3 separate regions of the Mus musculus genome follow, and regions 2 and 3 are each linked to region 1. The links are chromatin contacts, called in public Hi-C and HiChIP or PLAC-seq maps. All regions are on one chromosome and are shown on one strand. The core of a region is the stretch at or near the end of the contact, and the rest is flanking DNA. Distances in the headings are between cores, read along the strand shown. Region 1 holds the start of Nop2 (NOP2 nucleolar protein). Region 2 holds the start of Lpar5 (lysophosphatidic acid receptor 5). Region 3 holds the start of Chd4 (chromodomain helicase DNA binding protein 4).

Region 1 (3,116 bases), core at 311-2,810:
AGAGAATCACCACGTTAACGAAGAAAAGTGTGGCAGTGGTAGAGCGAGTTTGTTTGTTATGTACAAGTCCTCATATTCACCCACGGCAGCAGGAAAGACTAAGGCTATAAACTACAGTCCATGGGAGTCACTCCATACAAGTCATCCAGGAGTTACAGGAGATGTGAAAGACAGGCCAATAGTACAGCCTGTGCGGAGTATGGGGAAAGCCCAAGGCTCCATTCCCATCACTTCCAGAAAACTTAAAAAGACCAAAAGAAGCCAGGTGTGGTGGTGAACGCCTTTAATCCCAGCACTCGGGAGGCAGAGGCAGGCAGATTTCTGAGTTTGAGGCCAGCCTGGTCTACAGAGTGAGTTCCAGGACAGCCAGGGCTATACAGAGAAATCCTGTCTCGAAACCCCCACCCCCACCCCACCCCACCCCAAAAAAGACCAAAAGATGTAGAGGAGAGGAAGCAGCCATCAGACTGTTCAGCAAGGAAACTCAAACAGTGACATTCTGATAACAATGTAACCTCAAACCCCTTTTCTGCCCTTCCCTTATTCTCAGCTTATTCAGTTATCAACTAAATTAGAACTTAATTTTGCTATTTTTGGTTTTACAATCTACAAGAAATGTCCCTTTTCACTTACTGTGTGTTAAGACACCTCTAACCTAACAAATAACAAAGCCTCTCTCCCAGGACTCTAAAATTCGATGAAGTGAGACCATGTGTCCATACAGTTGAGGATCTCCTTCATGGGCCTGTGGCTTGCCAATATTTCAACAAACTGCATCTTCCATCATCCTTCACCACAGAGGGCTCAGATCCGTGCTTTCATTCCATCTCTTCCGGACAATTCGTGACCGGTCTGTTCCGTTTCCAACTCTTGCTTACCAAAACTAAGCTTAATAACATCTTTCCAAATTCTTCATGAGAACTCCCTTCCTGGAAACGGAAGATCGCACCGCTCCTCGCACGAGTACCATGCCCCAGTGGCAGCTTCCCACCCTTCTCTAACCCAAACTATTTATCTCCTAACAGCTCACATCTATGCAGCAGGTAAAGGCGAACACGCAAACGAGAAGTTATGGCACAAAATGGGGCAAAGGCTGGCCGGGATCAGGGAGCTACGACCCTCACCTGCAGGCAAAAATCTGACCAATTCGGTCTCCGCACCCTTCTGTTTTCGGGCCTTTCGGCCGGGTCCACGCTTCTCCTTCTTCGTAGGATCCAACTTGCGCCCCATGATAACTAAAGCAAAGACAAACGAGGCAAAGCGACGTTGTGGATGCTGAAATGGGAACGCAGGCCGTAGGCTTAAGGATATTACCAGGGATGGGTACCGCCCGGCCCAGGACCACTACTCAGGACCCCGATGGCCCCCTCCAGGATCTCCCACAGGACCTCGTCACCACGCCCCTCTCGGAACCTTGCTCCGCGATCCTGCAGACGCACCTGAAGGCTCGGCTCGCCTAGACCTGGTTCCGGCTGACCCGGCACCTCCAGTCAAGGCCCGCTCCACGTGCACTGGGGGGAAGAACTCAGAGGTCGCACACCGCGAAAGTGAATCGCGCAAGCGCAAAAAGGGTCGTCACAACGCCCCGCCTCTTCCGGCCGCGGCACCGGAACACACGTGATCCAGGGACACGCCCCTCACCCGCGGTTCAGAGAGGGAAACGCGCGGCGCTGCGGTCAGCGTTTCTCTGCCCTCGGTTCGGAAGGTGGCTTCCGCCCGCTACTCCCGAGGCCGCACGCTCCTTCCACCTAGCACCGCAACTTGGCCCTCCCGCTGGCACCCTAATTGCCTTAGCCCGCAAGATCGCGGGGTCCCACGCCCCTCGCCCTCCTGTTCCCAAAGTTTTGTATTAGAGCCGCTTTCCTTAGAGGTAACCCTCCCCTCCGGACCCTTTCACATAGGAACACGCACTCGGCCGGCCTTCCTTCCAAGCAGGGAGACCGCTTAGCGGATAAACGCGCTTGTCTCCGAGCCTGCAGAACTGAGTCTTTGAGTCCAGGACCCACCCATCTAGTGGCATCGGGCACAAACTCCTACAAGCTGCTCTTTGACCTCCACGTGCACAGTGATGCTATGTACAAATTATATAAGAGAGTGGTAGTTCTCTATAATCTCAGCCCTCTGCAAGAAGCAGGTGAATCTCTTTAACTTGAGGGCAGCCTGGAATTCCTGGACCCAGGATTACACAAAGAAACCCTGTCTCAAAGAAAACCAGTAATAAGGGGCTGGAGAGATGGCTCAGCAGTCAAGAGCACTGACTGCTCTTCTAAGGGTCCCGAGTTCAAATCCCAGCAACCACATGGTGGCTCACAACCATCTGCAATGAGATCTGATGCACTCTTCTGGTGTGTCTGAAGTGTACTCATATATAATAATAAATAAATCTTCAAACAAAAAAAAAGTGATAACAATAAACCAAGGAAAAAATTTTAGGGTACGGTAACATCCTTAATTCCCCCACTTGAGAGGCAGGGGCAGGCAGTAGTTACTTAGACCCTCAAAAAATTTATACTTAAGGTAACACATCCTTAATTCCCCCACTTGAGAGGCAGGGGCAGGCAGTTGTTACTTAGACCCTCAAAAAATTTATACTTCTATAATTACATATTCACGCATATGTATTCCATGGTAGAACACTTGCCCAATGTCTTCACAACTGTACCAGGCAAGTGGCTACTTCCTGCAGGAGTGCTCTGCGAACAGTTTGCTAAAGATCAGAGCCTATAAACAATGGTCCAGAAGCCTCTTGTTCGCCAGAATGTCACCCTGTCAGGAGCACAGGCAGTCTTCCAGGATAAGCCAGTTCCTGGGGTACCTGGAACCCACACTCACCCACACAGAACCAGATCACTAAAATACAAGGAAACTTTTATTTTCAGTTCTCATCAAGAAATTTGCTGTGGTTTTTTATGCTTTTGGTTCTTTTTCTTTTTTTTTTTTTTTCCAACTTTATTTAGCTGCTCAGTGGCTGGAGCCGCTGGGTTCCTGGTATTAAAAAGATGCCAACAGAGGTAGCTGTGTCTCGCCCAGGGGCCCGGCCCACTCTGAATACCCCCCAAAAAGGAGAAAACACAAAGTAAACCAACAAAATAAAACCAAAAAGAGGAAGAAATTCA
Region 2 (3,116 bases), core at 448-2,947, 64 kb after region 1:
GCTTAACAGGTCCTGCCCACTCCGAATAATCTCCTGGAGCCTTTTAGGCTGGGTGACCTTACTCTGAACTTCCACCATACCACCGGACTCAGAGGTCCACACCCTTGTATTTTTTTATGCCGGAGATGAACCCAGAGCCTTGTGCACACCAGGCAGATCAAATGCTTGGCCTCTCAGCTACATAAATATTCTCAACAGTTCCCTCTTTTTTGCTGTCTCCTCCTTGGCTGCTATATTATCATTATTATTATTATTATTGTTGTTGTTGTTGTTGTTTATGCTTCTGGACAAAAAAAGGTCTCTGTGCCAGTGGGCTACGCACTGAGAACAGCAGGGTAGGAAGAACTAACGGCATCAGACAGCACAGATTGAGCTAGTGTTAGTGTCTCTTGCTGTTTGGGAAGTGAGGGGGTCACAGTTCCTCACTTCCCAGCCCCCCAGGGCTATGACTTCAGTTTACCATAAGTGAAGAGTTCTGGAAACAGAAGTCTATGTGTCCCTTTCTTGTCACTGAACACCCATAACCATAGGTAGTAGGCAGGCAGTGGCCTGCACCGGTATGGCAAAAGTCCCAGACAGCCTTCCCTGGATTCCCAAATATGCACAATGGCTCATTTCCTCTCCTAGTTGCTCATCAGCCATTCTGTCAAAGCCATGGGGACAGAGAGACCATGCAGCCTGACACCTTTCTGTTACATATGAGCATTTCAGGTTGGAGTAGGGCAGTGCTTCCTCAAGACCCATTAAAATATACCTGGAAGGGCTGGGGTAGCTCAGTGGTAGAATAGCATTCACAAGGGTTTAATCTCTAGCACAGCCCAAAATAGATGAAATAGATCTGAGCTCACACTATAGTTTCATCGTGGCTCACACGTATAGTTTCAACTAGCAGGAAAGCTGACAGGGCAGGGGTGTCCGTGGAGGTTAGGAGTTGAAGACCATGCTAGAAAGCATAATGAGACCTCACTCATCCAAAAGGGTCGGGAAACTGGGGATTGAGCTCGGCCGGTAGAGTGCTTGCCTAGCACGACCTAGGTTTAACCTCCAGCACTTGCATAAACTTGATGCCTGTAACCCCAGGGCTCCAGGGAGAGGCTTCAGGAGTTCAAGGTCCTCCTTGGCTATGTACAGATTTTGAGGCCAACCTGGGCTACATCTCAAAAAGGGGAGGGAACTCAGTGGTAGGGCAAGTGCTTATTAGCATATAGGGCAGTCCATCTCCAGCACCAAATAACAAAATAAAACATACCTTGGTAGCTCGAGTAAGATGCCTTTACCAGTAAACTCTTTAGCCAATTTTACTCAGAGCAGCTCCGTGTCTTCCAGAACAGGACCTGGCCCTGCAGGATGAGTGGGCTTGAGGGGAGCAGACCTCAGGGTCAGCATGAAAACAGGAGTCTAAAGTTTTAGGGCAAGACCCTAAGGTGGCCCACAGTGAGGCTTCAGCCCATCAGGTGTCTCAGGCATGTTGGCTGCCTCTTCAGGCTCCTATGGACAGATCTGTCCACATGGGGCAGCCCCGTTTGCCTTTTCACTGTATCTAAAAGGATTTCCCAGAGCCTACGGCCCACCTACATTCTCCATCCTCACCAATGTCCCCCACTTCTGGTGGTCCAGCCCCATTTGTCACCTCCCCATACCTGTGATCGGTTGCTCTTCCTCTGCCGCTGCCCCAAGCCTGCTTCCGCTGACACTCTGGGCTGGGTTGGGCTGAGCTTCCCTGGTAGGACCTGCTCCTGGGCGGGCCTGACACACCCACCTTACAGATCTCAGAACATCCCTCCCAGCTCCTGCACTCACCCAACCAACCCCACAGAGTCAAAGAGCTTTGACCACAGACACCTTCGCAAACAGGTCAGAGAAGCAAGCTCTAAAAGCCGGTGAAAATCCAACCTTACCCCAGTCACCTAACTCTGCAACTATGGCTCCCAGATGTGCAGTTTCCGGGAACTCTCTCTGCGGCACACCCACCCACTGATACCTGATGACTAACACACACACACACACACACACACACACACACACACACACACACACATCATGATGTTCTCACCTGTCTCCTCCCTGCCTGTCTCTCTTCCTCTCTTGGGTCAGCTAGGTGGTTTAGCAAAAGTGGCTCGTGGTTGTAGCTTCCCCTGCCTGGGGCCTGTTGGTCAGCCAAGGGTTCTCCCTCCTTGCCTGCCTACCAGCACACACCCAGTTCCTCCATCAGAGCAGTTGCCTGACTGGATGCTTCCTCCTCTCCCTCTGTCTGCCTCAGGCTGGGAGCTCCTGGAGGTAGGGGGCTTGTGGTGGTCTCTGTCTGCTCTTCAGGCTGAGCATAGCCCTTCAATGCATATTAGTTAGCAAAGACGGATCTTTTGGAGATAGCTGACAAAGGTATTGTGGTTAAATGAGTTTGACCAACCCTGGATAAAAATCAACGTGAATATTCTGCTGAGTGATAAGCCATGGGTTGATCACTCCTGAAGGCTGGAGGGTGCGTTATACTAGCTGTGGTTTTTTTTCCTTTGTGATGACTGAATATAAGATCTCGTGTATGAGCCGGGCGTGGTGGCGCACGCCTTTAATCCCAGCACTCGGGAGGCAGAGGCAGGCGGATTTCTGAGTTCGAGGCCAGCCTGGTCTACAAAGTGAGTTCCAGGACAGTCAGGGCTACACAGAGAAACCCTGTCTCAAAAACACCAAAAAAAAAAAAAAAAAAAAGATCTCGTGTACGCTAAGCAAATGCTCTGGCACCCAGTCGTACACCCGGGTCTACTGGTTTTGCTTTGTTTTTTGTTTTTGTTTTTTTTTTTAAAGATTTATTTATTTATTATATGTAAGTACACTGTAGCTGTCTTCAGACACTCCAGAAGAGGGCGTCAGATCTTGTTACAGATGGTTGTAAGCCACCATGTGGTTGCTGGGATTTGAACTCTGGACCTTCGGAAGAGCAGTCAGGTGCTCCTACCCACTGAGCCATCTCACCAGCCCCTGGTTTTGTTTTTTAAATTGGGTATTTATTTCATTTACATTTCCAATGCTATCCCAAAAGTCCCCCACACGCTCCCCCACCCACTCCCCCACCCACCCACTCCCACTTCTTGGCCTTGTCGTTCCCCTGTACTGAGGCA
Region 3 (3,116 bases), core at 328-2,827, 36 kb after region 1:
ACGAGGTAAAGCTAACCCAGAGAGCTCCCTCAACCGGGGACTGCGGAGCATTCCAGACAGCCTTGAGTGAAGCCAGCTTGCATCTGGGTCCGTGGTGCCCAAGAGGCACATGGCTTCCACCTCCCCCAGCACCCCCCAGCACACAAGAGCTCCGCAGAAAAGAACCACTCCCTTCGGATGCCCTCCACCCTGGGTTCTGCACAGGGACAAGCAGCGCGCGAACGCAGCCTCACTGGAGTCTCGAGGAAAGATCAAACATCTTCCTGCCCTGGGCCCTCCGGGAAGATGTTACCTGGATGGGGTGGGGGCAGGCTGTTGTTCAGAAGTGCGTCCATATCCTCCTCCTCACTGCCCGCTGAGCAGGGGGACGGGGAGCCCAGGCCCGACGCCATCCCCTTCCGTTCCCCGGCCAGGGAATTGGCCCAGCTGCTCCTGCCTGCGGCCTGGGGCCCTCTGCACTGGCCCGAGTCACTGTGCGGGGGAGGGGGGAGAACAGTGAGTGACGCGCAGTCCCCCTCCCCCACCCGCTCTTTCCGCCCCCCTGCCCTACCACCCTAGCCAAGCACCCGAACCACTCAGGCTGAACTTAGTTCCACACTCCTCGGGGACAGCCCGTGAGCCGGCTCCCCAGCAGGAGCCCCCAAGAAGAGGGAATGACGCCCCCGAGGGCAGGCTGGTGCATGGAGGGGAAGGAAGAAGCTAGCCTGGCCTGAGCCAGGAGTGCCTGGGGAGTGGGGTTCGAGTGGGGAGGCGCGGAGAGGGTCAGGGGAGGCGGCCGGTGCTCGGGGACACAAGGTCACTTGGGAGTGGGGGGGCGCTCCTCTGCGCCCGGGGAGGGGCCAGTCCCCAGACAGGGCAGCTCTCCAAAGGCTGTCCTCTGGGACAACTCAGGTTCTCTTCCGGAACGGCGGGGACCAGGGGGCGTGGAGGCTCGGGCGCTCCGGGGTCCCGAAGAGTCGGGACGCCGGAGGAAAGCGAGCACCCACCGGGAAGGGGGCCGGGCCACGTGTCCCGGGGGGCTAGCGAGCAAAGGGCGAGGGGCGGGCGGGCAGGCGCTCGCCCGGCATTGTGGGAGGCCGAGCCCAGGAGGGGGGGGGGGCGGGGAGCAGGACTCCCTCAGGGCAGGGCGCCGTCTGGAGGTAACCCGGCCGCCTCCGGGGAAGAAGGGTCGGCTCCCTGGAGAGGGGACGGCCCGCGGGCCCCGGGACGCCTGAAGAAGGGACAGGTGAAGGAATGACCCCCGGGACGACGTCGGGCTGAGAGAGATGTCTCTCCCGTTGCCTCGCGCGCTCCTCACCCTAGAGCCGCCTCAGGTCGCGCTGGGTCTCGCCGGTGTCACTCCCGCTCCAGCTCCTCCTCGCCGCGGCCGAAGGGGGGAAAATGGCTCCGGCTCCGGCGTCGCCTCTTAAAGGGCCCGAAACACCGGCCGGGAAATCCCACCGCACAGGCCCCGCCCCCCACGGACAGCCCATAATAACCTCAACCAACTCCAACCCCCCCCTCCACTACCGCCACCCTCCTCTTTAGGTCTCCCGGGCAACCCCCGCCCCCTCGTCGCTCAGGCAACCATTGGCCACGCCCCCGTCGAGCGCGCGCGCGCGTCACCTGGGCAACCGCCCACCTCCTGGCCATCCCATAATACACACGGACACCCCACATACACACACCCCGCCCCCCACACTCTATGCATATATGTGCCCGGGGCTACAGACATATAGTGCAGATCTTTTACAAACTAAAACCTGCTCCCCCTCCCTTAGATAACCCATAATAACCACTCTTTGCCAACTTCTTCACTCTTGGCCTTACTGCTAACATCCCATAATAACTCATTACCCCTCCCTCCCCTTGGCCATCCCATAATAAGCACCCCTCCCAGCACTTCAGCCTCATATCCCATAATATTCAACCCATCCCCCACCGACATCCCATAATAACCACCCCCAGTTTGACATCCCATGATTGTCAGAAACTCACCCACCCCATACTACAACAACGGACACTGGGCCTCCTCCCACACGGATCCCGTAATAATCAGTCTCCCACTTTCTATACTGATATCCCATAATATCCAACCCCCCCAGAGCTGCCCTCAGTCCCTGCACTAGGGTTGAGATTCTAGATGCTCACTTTACCACCCACAGCCTTCCCAGTCTCTTTCTAGCTCCATGGTCCATAAATTACCATTCCTCCTAGCAAAGAGATACTCACTAATGATCAGCAGCTCTGCTGTCACCCCACAAATGGACATCTAAATCTCCTCCACTAACACTGGGAAAATGTCCTATCATTTACTCTATCTACTCTCCCATCCCATAATTTCAAAAAGCCCACGATACCATAATTGTCCCAACACAACCCAGTGCCACATCCCATAATACTTCTGCTACACTCCATCACCGCACACAGGTCTGGCCAGACATCCCCTAATTGTCACAACCTCCCCCACCTCTAGAAGTTGTCAGGCTCTTCCAACTAGAGCAGAGAGGGTGTGGCAAACTGCTAACTGCCCTGTCCCCACTAGCACACACTTTAGTCCCTTCCTGGGCAATAGGAGCATTCTGGGCTCTCAAAGTTCAGGACCCCCAGACTTCCTAGCTCATCATTTGCAGACACTCAGGAACCAAGAGCCAACCTCGAGCCCCAACAAACCCCACCAAATCCAGGTATGTTCTAGATACTTACCTCCCTCCAGCTTTGAATGTTTGTGTAAACTCAAACAAATAATATGCTGACTAGATGAAACACTTGCATAAAACTTCATGATGAAAAACTTTAACTCACCCAGAACATCCCATAACAATTACAAACCCCCATCCCAAAACTATTTCTCAACATTCCAGAAGTCCTCTACACTGCCACCTTCAAGTCCAGGCAGCCTCCGTGGACAGATAGCCTATCACCACCATGGACTGAGAGTCCTCTACCATGCCTTGCTCTGTACTCACCATCACTAAAGTTCATTCGACATACCCTTGACAGAGTACTAACAAGGTAAAGAGCTAGCTACTTACCGACCGAGAACGAGGATACCAACACACAGGTGCCTTCCTTCAAGAAACAGTCACAGCTGGGAACATTATCACATGCCAATAACCTCAGCACTCAGAGAACAC

What was found. Hi-C and Micro-C count contacts between places; a contact is called where the count stands out from the background. HiChIP or PLAC-seq counts read pairs in DNA pulled down with a chosen protein or histone mark.
Region 2: an H3K27ac HiChIP or PLAC-seq map of embryonic stem cells shows a contact between it and region 1, with 11 read pairs. The contact joins the promoter of Lpar5 here to the promoter of Nop2 in region 1. A contact is called at or near these places in 1 of 39 promoter capture datasets (macrophages), 3 of 484 Hi-C or Micro-C datasets (bone marrow-derived macrophages, embryonic stem cells and rod photoreceptor), 11 of 115 datasets of contacts at active chromatin or transcription factors (the 230-238 cell line, CD8 T cells, the SCID.adh cell line and 4 more) and 3 of 9 other capture datasets (adipose tissue, liver and pancreatic islet).
Region 3: a contact with region 1 is called in a Hi-C map of embryonic stem cells, with 1.8 times the contacts expected there. The contact joins the promoter of Chd4 here to the promoter of Nop2 in region 1. A contact is called at or near these places in 21 of 39 promoter capture datasets (the 3T3-L1 cell line, the C10 cell line, the HPC-7 cell line and 14 more), 1 of 15 datasets of contacts at CTCF or cohesin (CD8 T cells), 148 of 484 Hi-C or Micro-C datasets (the AML12 cell line, B cells, the C2C12 cell line and 77 more), 47 of 115 datasets of contacts at active chromatin or transcription factors (the 230-238 cell line, CD8 T cells, the HPC-7 cell line and 28 more) and 5 of 9 other capture datasets (adipose tissue, embryonic stem cells, liver and 2 more).

What each region holds. Positions count from the first base shown.
Region 1 is chr6:125,130,327-125,133,442 of GRCm38.p6, reverse strand. It overlaps Nop2 (NOP2 nucleolar protein), which reads right to left and starts at 1,560. Exons shown (of 16, transcript NM_138747.2): 1 at 1,440-1,560; 2 at 1,125-1,235. The coding sequence starts at 1,230. Chd4 (chromodomain helicase DNA binding protein 4) reads right to left here. Exons shown (of 39, transcript NM_001346610.1): 39 at 2,852-3,116.
Region 2 is chr6:125,066,501-125,069,616 of GRCm38.p6, reverse strand. It overlaps Lpar5 (lysophosphatidic acid receptor 5), which reads right to left and starts at 1,697. Exons shown (of 2, transcript NM_001163269.2): 1 at 1,641-1,697.
Region 3 is chr6:125,094,442-125,097,557 of GRCm38.p6, reverse strand. It overlaps Chd4 (chromodomain helicase DNA binding protein 4), which reads right to left and starts at 1,577. Exons shown (of 39, transcript NM_001346610.1): 1 at 1,298-1,577; 2 at 293-471. The coding sequence starts at 392. It overlaps Mir7045 (microRNA 7045), which reads right to left and starts at 534; the gene lies at 472-534.